Linked DNA regions of Mus musculus: region 1 is linked to region 2. The links are chromatin contacts, called in public Hi-C maps. All regions are on one chromosome and are shown on one strand. The core of a region is the stretch at or near the end of the contact, and the rest is flanking DNA. Distances in the headings are between cores, read along the strand shown. Region 1 overlaps Arhgap22 (Rho GTPase activating protein 22). Region 2 overlaps Wdfy4 (WD repeat and FYVE domain containing 4).

What was found. Hi-C and Micro-C count contacts between places; a contact is called where the count stands out from the background.
Region 1: a Hi-C map of bone marrow-derived macrophages shows a contact between it and region 2, with 38 read pairs. The contact joins two enhancer-like sites. A contact is called at or near these places in 1 of 15 datasets of contacts at CTCF or cohesin (large pre-B cells), 22 of 484 Hi-C or Micro-C datasets (B cells, the CH12 cell line, ECoMG-derived neutrophils and 12 more), 3 of 115 datasets of contacts at active chromatin or transcription factors (bone marrow-derived dendritic cells, bone marrow-derived macrophages and microglia) and 2 of 9 other capture datasets (liver and pancreatic islet).

The regions. Positions count from the first base shown.
Region 1 is chr14:33,309,209-33,313,185 of GRCm38.p6, reverse strand. The region is part of intron 4 of Arhgap22 (Rho GTPase activating protein 22); the gene reads right to left. Among named protein-coding and RNA genes, the nearest start is that of Gm41130, 79 kb to the right of the region's middle. Within about 2 kb of position 2,300, at least 24 of the 459 cell types and tissues checked have an H3K27ac peak or open chromatin away from gene starts, as enhancers often do. A contact at or near this core is called in bone marrow-derived macrophages, where this site is marked.
Region 2 is chr14:33,144,564-33,148,429 of GRCm38.p6, reverse strand. Wdfy4 (WD repeat and FYVE domain containing 4) reads left to right here. Exons shown (of 59, transcript NM_001146022.2): 8 at 1,332-1,489; 9 at 3,036-3,488. Among named protein-coding and RNA genes, the nearest start is that of Wdfy4, 39 kb to the left of the region's middle. Within about 2 kb of position 1,944, at least 2 of the 459 cell types and tissues checked have an H3K27ac peak or open chromatin away from gene starts, as enhancers often do. A contact at or near this core is called in bone marrow-derived macrophages, where this site is marked.

The DNA.
Region 1 (3,977 bases), core at 1,051-3,550, 160 kb before region 2:
GAACCATCAGATTTTACTGTCCATAGCCTGGCCATCCCATGCCCTCCCGAACCAAACCCAGAAAGCATTCTTTATAGACTCCAGACTGGGGATCTGCAGGGAGGCATGAAATCAATTCTCCAGCACTTTAAATAAAAGTGATATGGGGTAGGGGTGTTGGAGGGCACTGGACCTAAGCATAGAACTGTTTTGTCAGACCCCTTGACAGTGACTGTCTGGGTCTTGGGATACCGGTAATGTTTATTTCATATTTCTGTATCTATACCATGAAAATACTGTATTGGTGTGTCTCCTTGCTTCCAGAAACAAAACTCTTGTGTAAATTAGTCCCCAGACTACCCCCCCCAAGCTCTCCTAACTGATCACTCCTTTTTCTGCCTGTAAAAGAAATCCCCCAATCTTTGCTAAACCACTTAAAAAAAAAAAAAAAAAAAAAAAAAAGCAAACCCACCACCTATGGCCACAAAAGGCCCTCTATCCAGGAATCCGAGGACACTGGCTATTGACTGGCCTTGCATTTACATACCCAAGGGAGCCACTTAAGTGGCCCTTCACAGGACAAAGATCAGCTTCTGTAGGGTTAAGAGAAGAAAGCAACCCTCTGCCCTCCACATTCCTGCAGTGCACACCCTCACGGAAGGCTGCTTCTTGGACACATTCGAGGGGACTGCTCTTAGCCTGTCCCACATTCTTCCTGCTACAATCACTGTGGAGAACCAGTCTGCACCAGACATGGGAACTCTCAGACCAGAGGCCCCGCTGGAGCCCTGAGTATTCATAGATGACTAGAGCAGCAAGACCCCACCTGTCTGCTGGCTAGCTGAAGGTCTGTGTTCCCTGACCCCACAAGCTCCAGGTTGGCCTTCATTGAAAGGCCTGATTTTTCAGCATGCTGGCATGTTCCATCCTTCCTCCACAGGGGCCGTGGGGGTCCTGTCATTTGAATGTGTTGTCTGAGGCTCGTTTGCTGGAAATGTATTCCCCAGATGTGAATGTTGTATGCATCTGGAGCTTTGGGAGACTATTAGAATTAGATGGGGTTGTGAGGGTGGCACCTCAGGGTGGGATTAGTGCCTTCATAAGAACAGGAAGAAGGGCCAGGAAGAGGCTCAATCAATCAAGTACTTGTTGTGCAAGGCTAGGACCTGAGTTCGATCCCCAGAACCCACATATCAGCTAGGCACAGTTCTAATTCCAGCACTAAGGGGAGATTGAGGCAAGAAGGTTTGGGGCTTGCAGGTCAGCAAATCTATCAGAATCTATGAGCTTCAGGTACAGTGAAAGAGCCTGAATCAAAAATAAATAAATAAATAAATAAATAAGGTAGAGAACAAATAATGAAGACATCCAATGTCAACCTCCACCCATGCGTGCCACACAAGTACACACATGTACACAAACATAAAATGGAAGAGCAACATAGGCTAGAGCCAGCATAGTCCCTCTGTCTCACCACGAGATGCCTTTACCACGTAGGCTGCTGCGTAAGATGCTGTGGGAGGTCCTCAGCAGAGGCTGAGCACGGCGGTTATGCACTGTCATGTGTCAATGTCAACTAGTGTTCTGGGCCATCAACCTGACGTCATCTGGAATTAACTAAAACCCTCACGTGGTAGGCCTCCCTGTGGGAGACTTTGCATAACTTGAAGTAGGATGATCCGCTTCTAATCTGGATCTTTGAGATAGGAAGGCGCATCTTTAATCCGGATATTTTGAACTGAAAACATACACCTCTCACCTGGACCACACCTTCTGCTAGGAGCCTATGTTAGGACATGGAAAAGGAAGCTTTTATTCTTTGCCTGCTTGCTCTTGCCTTGCTAGCAAGTCCACCCCTTCACTCGCATCAGAGCCTACTTCTTTGGAATTCCAGCATAAACTGAAGATGAACTGAGACATCCAGTCTGGTGAACTGAGAGACTACTGGATTCTTGGACTTTCCTTTCACAGACAGCCACTGTTGCCATAGCTGTACCACAGCCCATAAGTCACACACACACACACACACACACACACACACACACACACACACACACACACACACACAGAGAGAGAGAGAGAGAGAGAGAGAGAGAGAGAGAGAGATTCATTCTATAAATTCTTTTACTCCAGAGAACCCTAACTAAAGTCTTCCCAGACTCCAGAACCAAGAGCTAAGTAAATACTGTTACCCACTGTACAACACTAAGTTATAGCAACCTCCGGAAGGGACTCTAGCCAGCTCAAGCGTGGCGAGCATGCTTCTGGCAGGCCTTGCTCTTTTCCCTGATTCCCTCTGCCTTGCTAAAAACCGTTAGATTACATTCCTAAAGCTAGCTACCAAGGTCTATTCCCTTATTTGGACACTTCCTCCTCCTGAGGCTGACTACCAAAGTCCAGCTAGCAAAGTATTGAAGTCCAGCAATCAGAAGCCTCCTTTGGTTCAACTAATTAGCATGCCTCATCCTAACACAGGGTTTCCCTTTTACCTTTATAAACTGCCATTTTCCTATGTGTCAAGTCTGTCTCCTGTCTATCCAGTACCTATCCACGATGGGACAAAAATACCTCTTCTCCCTTCTCCCTTGTCCCCTTCCTCTTCTCCCTCTTCCTTTGTTTCCTGCCCATGTCTCTTACTCCCTGCTCTCTGTCTCTCTGGGGCACATGCATCTCCTTTGTGCTGAGAACTTGGTCTTGGGGGTCCTGAGCCCCTACTTTTCCTTTCACCTCCAAAGCAGACTAAGGAAGGCTCTCCCATGCACCAAGCACCTGCTTTGTGCTAGGCAGTGTTCCATCCGCAGCTCTTAACAAGGAGGCTCAGGGCATTGAGTGGTGTACACAGCTAAGAAGCAGCAGGTCCTCCCATGAGCCTCTTAGATGCCTACATCTCTACCCCTTCCCCTAAGCCTTGGGATCTCAGGGCGGGTCTCAGAGGCTCCGGGTGATGCTGCAGGTAGAGTGATGGTTGTAGCATGGCAGGAAGCACTGGGCAGAGAGGAGCCCGGGAAGACTGAGATCCCACTATGGGAGAACAGTAGGAAGAGGGGCTCTGTCTTCTTAGTTTCAGTTCCTGAACGTGTGCTGAGGGCTCCAAGGTCAGACAACTGGTGTCTGCGGCAAAGTGCAGTGTCGAGGGCAGGGGCCATTCTCAAGTCCACTGTGGTACAGAGGGCTGCCATAATGTGTACCCACACACTGTGTGGCTTAAAACTCCTGACTCTGTGAGAGATCTGAAGAGCAGAGAGCTGCAAGATGTCGGTAGGACCTGCGGCCTCTGAGTCTCTAGAGAAGCATCCTTCCTTGCCTCCTACAGCCTCTTGTGGCTTCCTTCCTTCCTTAGCATTTTTTGGAGTAGGCTGCAGTCTCTGTCTCCACTCCCAAAAGGTTTTCTGTCACTGTGTCCCCTGCCTCCCCACAAGGATTCCAGGCACTGGATTTAGGGTCTGTCCAGCTTGAATTCAGTTCAGCTAATTGTATATGTAAGCACCCTACTTCCAAATAAGGTCAGACCAAGGTGCCAGCAGGCATGAATTCTGGGTGGGGGGAGACACTATCTGCCTGGGACAGCAACCCCCTCCATCTGCCACGGTGGCCCCCATGTCCATTTGTCTAAAGTCAGCAGGAACGGTGGATGCCAAGTTGATGAAAGTCTCAATCTGCTATCTTTCTGGAACACTCCAGAACAATGCTGCTCCCACTAAAAGTGTTTGAGTTACTAGTATTTTTTTTCTATAGGTGAAATCCTTTGTTTCAAAACAGACATCTCATGAGCCAAATAAAATATGTCTACAGGCCAAAATCAGACACAGGCAATGAGCCTTGACTTGCAGCTCAACGTGCAGCTTTAGAGCTATGCTCCATGTCTGGTCACCGTTGTCACCTCCTGTACCCTTTCTGTTCCCTAGCAATTGCTCCTTCACTGGGGTCATTGAGGCCAATATCTTTTGAAGGCCCTGCCCCAGGCTCTGAGTGTACTGACTGAGTTCCTGCCTAGCAGA
Region 2 (3,866 bases), core at 695-3,194:
AGCCTGGCTAGTGGCCAGATGACTGTGACCACTGTGGTGCCCTGGGTAGCATTTTCTACAAGTTTCTTCTGGTCGATGGATGGGCATTAGGTTTCTTATAGAAGACAGAAGGGGAAACCAGTGTGAGGAAGCGGCTGCTCGGCTCAATCCCTTCTTGTCTGCCTTCCCAGGAGCCATGCTTCATTCACTCCTGATCTGAGAAGGCAAGATCTGGACAGAGACTCCGGGGCCCCTCTGCCCTGTAAGCAGAGCAAAGTATCAGATAAACTCTGGAGGTATCAGCCATAGGCGAGGCATGAGAAAGATGACAGAAATGCACATGTCCACCACAGGCTAGGTGTGAGGAAGACTACAGAAATGCACATCTTCCCCATGCGGTCTGAGTTTTCTTTTTCCTTCTAGGAAATATCGAATCTTCCATTCTGGGGGTGCCCTTTGCTCTGTGAGCCCCTTAAATTCGTGCCTTTTGGGAGTCCAGCCACGGAAAGCAGCCTTCCTCTAAACAGAGCTGTGGTCTTTCACAGGTTCCTCTGTGCAGCAGTCTCTGCTTACTGACAGAGAGTGGTCTGCTCTGAAGAGCTCCAGTGGGCATCTGCAATACAAATCTTACAGAATCTGATACACACATACTGATAGTCAATGTTGAACTTGTAAATTGGGTACAGTAAGAGGCTAATAACAATAGTTAATAGCAAAATTCAATATTTATATATGTAGCCATATTATAACAAATTAGTTTAAAGCATGATTTTTTTTTTAATTTCTGGAATTCTTTGCTGATCTCTCTCTCTTTCTCAGTGTGTGTGTTTAGAAATGTCATTTATTTTATTTTATATTTTATTTTGATAAGGTCTCATGTAACTCACATAACTCAGGATGGTCTCAAGCTCTCTATATTATCAAGAATGATCTCGATACTCCTGTACACACCTTTCGAATTCTAAGATTATGGGTAAACGTCACCACGACTGGTCCTATGCAGTATTAGGGATCCAAACCAGGTCCCTCTGAATACGAGACAAGCACTTTATCAAACAACCTACACCCAAGTTCCAGTTGCTGTTTGGAGGCCACAGATGACGAATGGCAATGGAAGTTACAGAGTACACACATGATGAGAGGGAACTTTTGGGGGTCAGAGAGATGACTCAGTGGTTAAGAGCCTTTGCTTTTGTGGAGGACTAGTTTCAGTCCCAAACACCTACATGGTGGCTTACAACCACCAGTAACTTCAGTTTGGGGAGCTCTAGCATCCTCTTCTGGCCTCTGGGAGGAGCACTGTACACACACATAGCTGTTCCATCCAGGAGCTGACCCTGTTTGTCCTGCAGGTATAACGGGCTGACCCAGGGTGTGGTGGAGCCCCATCTGGAGGAGCTCATCGAGCTGGTGATGTGGCTGACAACCTGTGGGAGGTCAGAGCTGAAGGTGTTTGACAGCGTCACTTATCCTCAGCTTGAAGGCTTCAAGTTCCATCAGGAGGCTTCTGGTGGGTCCTCACTGTGTCTCCAGGTAACTGGAGAGCCAGTATGATGTCCTGACCAGGCTATGCTGGTCTCTGAGTCCATTTGCATTTGTCACAAGGTCTGATGCTTCTGACCTTTGGAGACATGACCTAGACCCGTGGATATTAGATCTTCCCTTAATCTACTTTCCACCTGTGCAATTTCAGCTTTGCACACAAAAAAGCTCATTTTGTGTGGCAAGTGGAGGAAATATTGCTTAACAGAGGCTAAACCCTTATCAAGTAAGGGAGGCAGCCTCTGGAATTCCACCCCTGTCTAGGGGTGACTTAGCCTGTACCATCTGCTTGTGTAATAGAAACAGATGAGCCTGACTCAGCCACCTAGGCTCAGAGTCAGTGGATTTTCTTCCTAGGATGCTGAACATGAACTGAGAATACCAGTGGGCACACTGATGCTTTCTGAGCAGCAGGTGCTCTGCCCCCTACTGGGTGCTAATGTGAACTACTAGTGTCAGCTCTAAAATCCTTCCTCAGAGACTGTCACACATATATCAAACCACAGGCTGCTTGACTGGCACATGCCTTGCCTCGAGTGGGTCTGTCAGGAAACCCTGCACAGACATCCTGCTGAGGGAATTTTTAAAGGCTAAGTGTGAGTCGTCTAGGTTGAAAGGAGAGGGAAGAGTTTAAAGGCACAAAGTACCAAGTGGGGAAGAAACAGTGGTCTGAGACAGCTGGGTGGATCTCGAGATGCTAGCTAGGGTAGGAAGTTAGGAGCTGTGGGAAGAGGCAGGAGCTGTAACGCTGCAAGCACCAGCTAGAGAAGAGTGTTAGGCAGAATCTAGACAAAGAGGATCAGAGATGGCTGGCAGCAGAGAGCCTCAAAGTTTTAGCAAATCCAAGGCAGAAATACATACAGGCAGGAGCTTTGAACCAGGTATTCTGGGGTGAGAGACAATAAGGGTAGAAGAGAAAGCCGGAGTGGGCAATGAAGGTGCATCCTTTCCGCTGTCTAGATGGAAATCTGACTTAGAACAGCCATCTACAGCATCACTTGATTCTAGTTGATAAACCCCAAATCTCCTGGTCCAGCTTTGTTCTGTGGAAATATAAGGTGGACCAATCATCTATCTCGATTTTAGCAAGAAGAAACTGGTTGGATTATTTCTGATAACATATGTTTATCTACCTCAATAGACCCCAAATCCTCAAGGAATGCTTAAGGTGTAGCCACAAACAGAGCAGTTAGTGAGACTCTTGCTTCCTTCTTTCCCCGTGCTGCCCCTTGGAAATCCTGTGTGGCTCCTGCCCTCACGAGCACGCTTTGGTTCAGAGTAGTCATGACTGGAACGCTTAGTCAGTTGCCAATCTTTGGAATGCAGATGCAGCCCTTTCCAACCCCCCACCCCCCCATCATAGTTGCTGAAGATTTCTAGATGTCTAAGATGTGCACTTACAGGAACTAAAAAAGAGAATCATTACATGCTGAGTCCTTGTGAGAGCTCAAGGATGCATTTCTAGACAGGCCGGCAGGGAGCTAACTTGCAGAACTCTTGCTTTTCCTCCCCAGGAGTGACTGTTAAGAATCTCCAGGCCTTCCAGGTCCTGCAGAATCTTTTCCACAGAGCCAGTGACTCTGTCCTTTGCATTCAAGTGCTTTTGGCCATCAAGACCATGTGGGCCTGGAATCCTCGCAATTTCTTCCTGCTGGAGTGGACCCTGCAACCCATCTCACAGTTTGCAGAGATCATTCCCCTGAAGCCAACCCCAGTGCAGGAGCACTTTTTCCAGCTGTTGGAGACTCTGGTGTTCAAGCTGCTCTATGTGCCCCACGAGGTCCTGGCTAAGGTGCAGCGTCTGATCAAGGAGAGCTCGGAGCTCTCCTGTACCCTCGTGGCCTTGCGGAGCATCCTCAGGATCACAGCCAGTGACCGGCTCTTCACAGACATCTTCCGGGACTCGGGACTACTAGGTCTGCTGCTGGCCCAGCTGCGGAAACAGGCCAAGATCATGAGGAAGTCAGGTGTGACTTCAGAGGGGTGGGCAAATGGGCTGAGGTCATTGCTATCCAGGCTGGGCCAATCTGACCACCTTGCAGGGTAACGGAGAGTGCGAACGTGTGGCTCATATTGTGGTGGATAGACAAAAGAGCTCTGGGGTTATAGCTTCACAAAAAACAGGCAGAGTCTCCAAGTCTTCCCCAGAGATGAGAGGGACAGACACCACTTTATGTGAACTCCAGGAATGGACTCAAGGAATTCTTAAGTTACTCCTCCCTGGGTATAGAGATGAAACCCACCAGGGGACTGTGATCCCTCAGTAAAGCAAAGGGGTACTGGGGGCCTGCAGAGACCTAGGCTTTGAAGGTGCTTGTGGGGTTTGCTGAAGTATGACCTTGTGG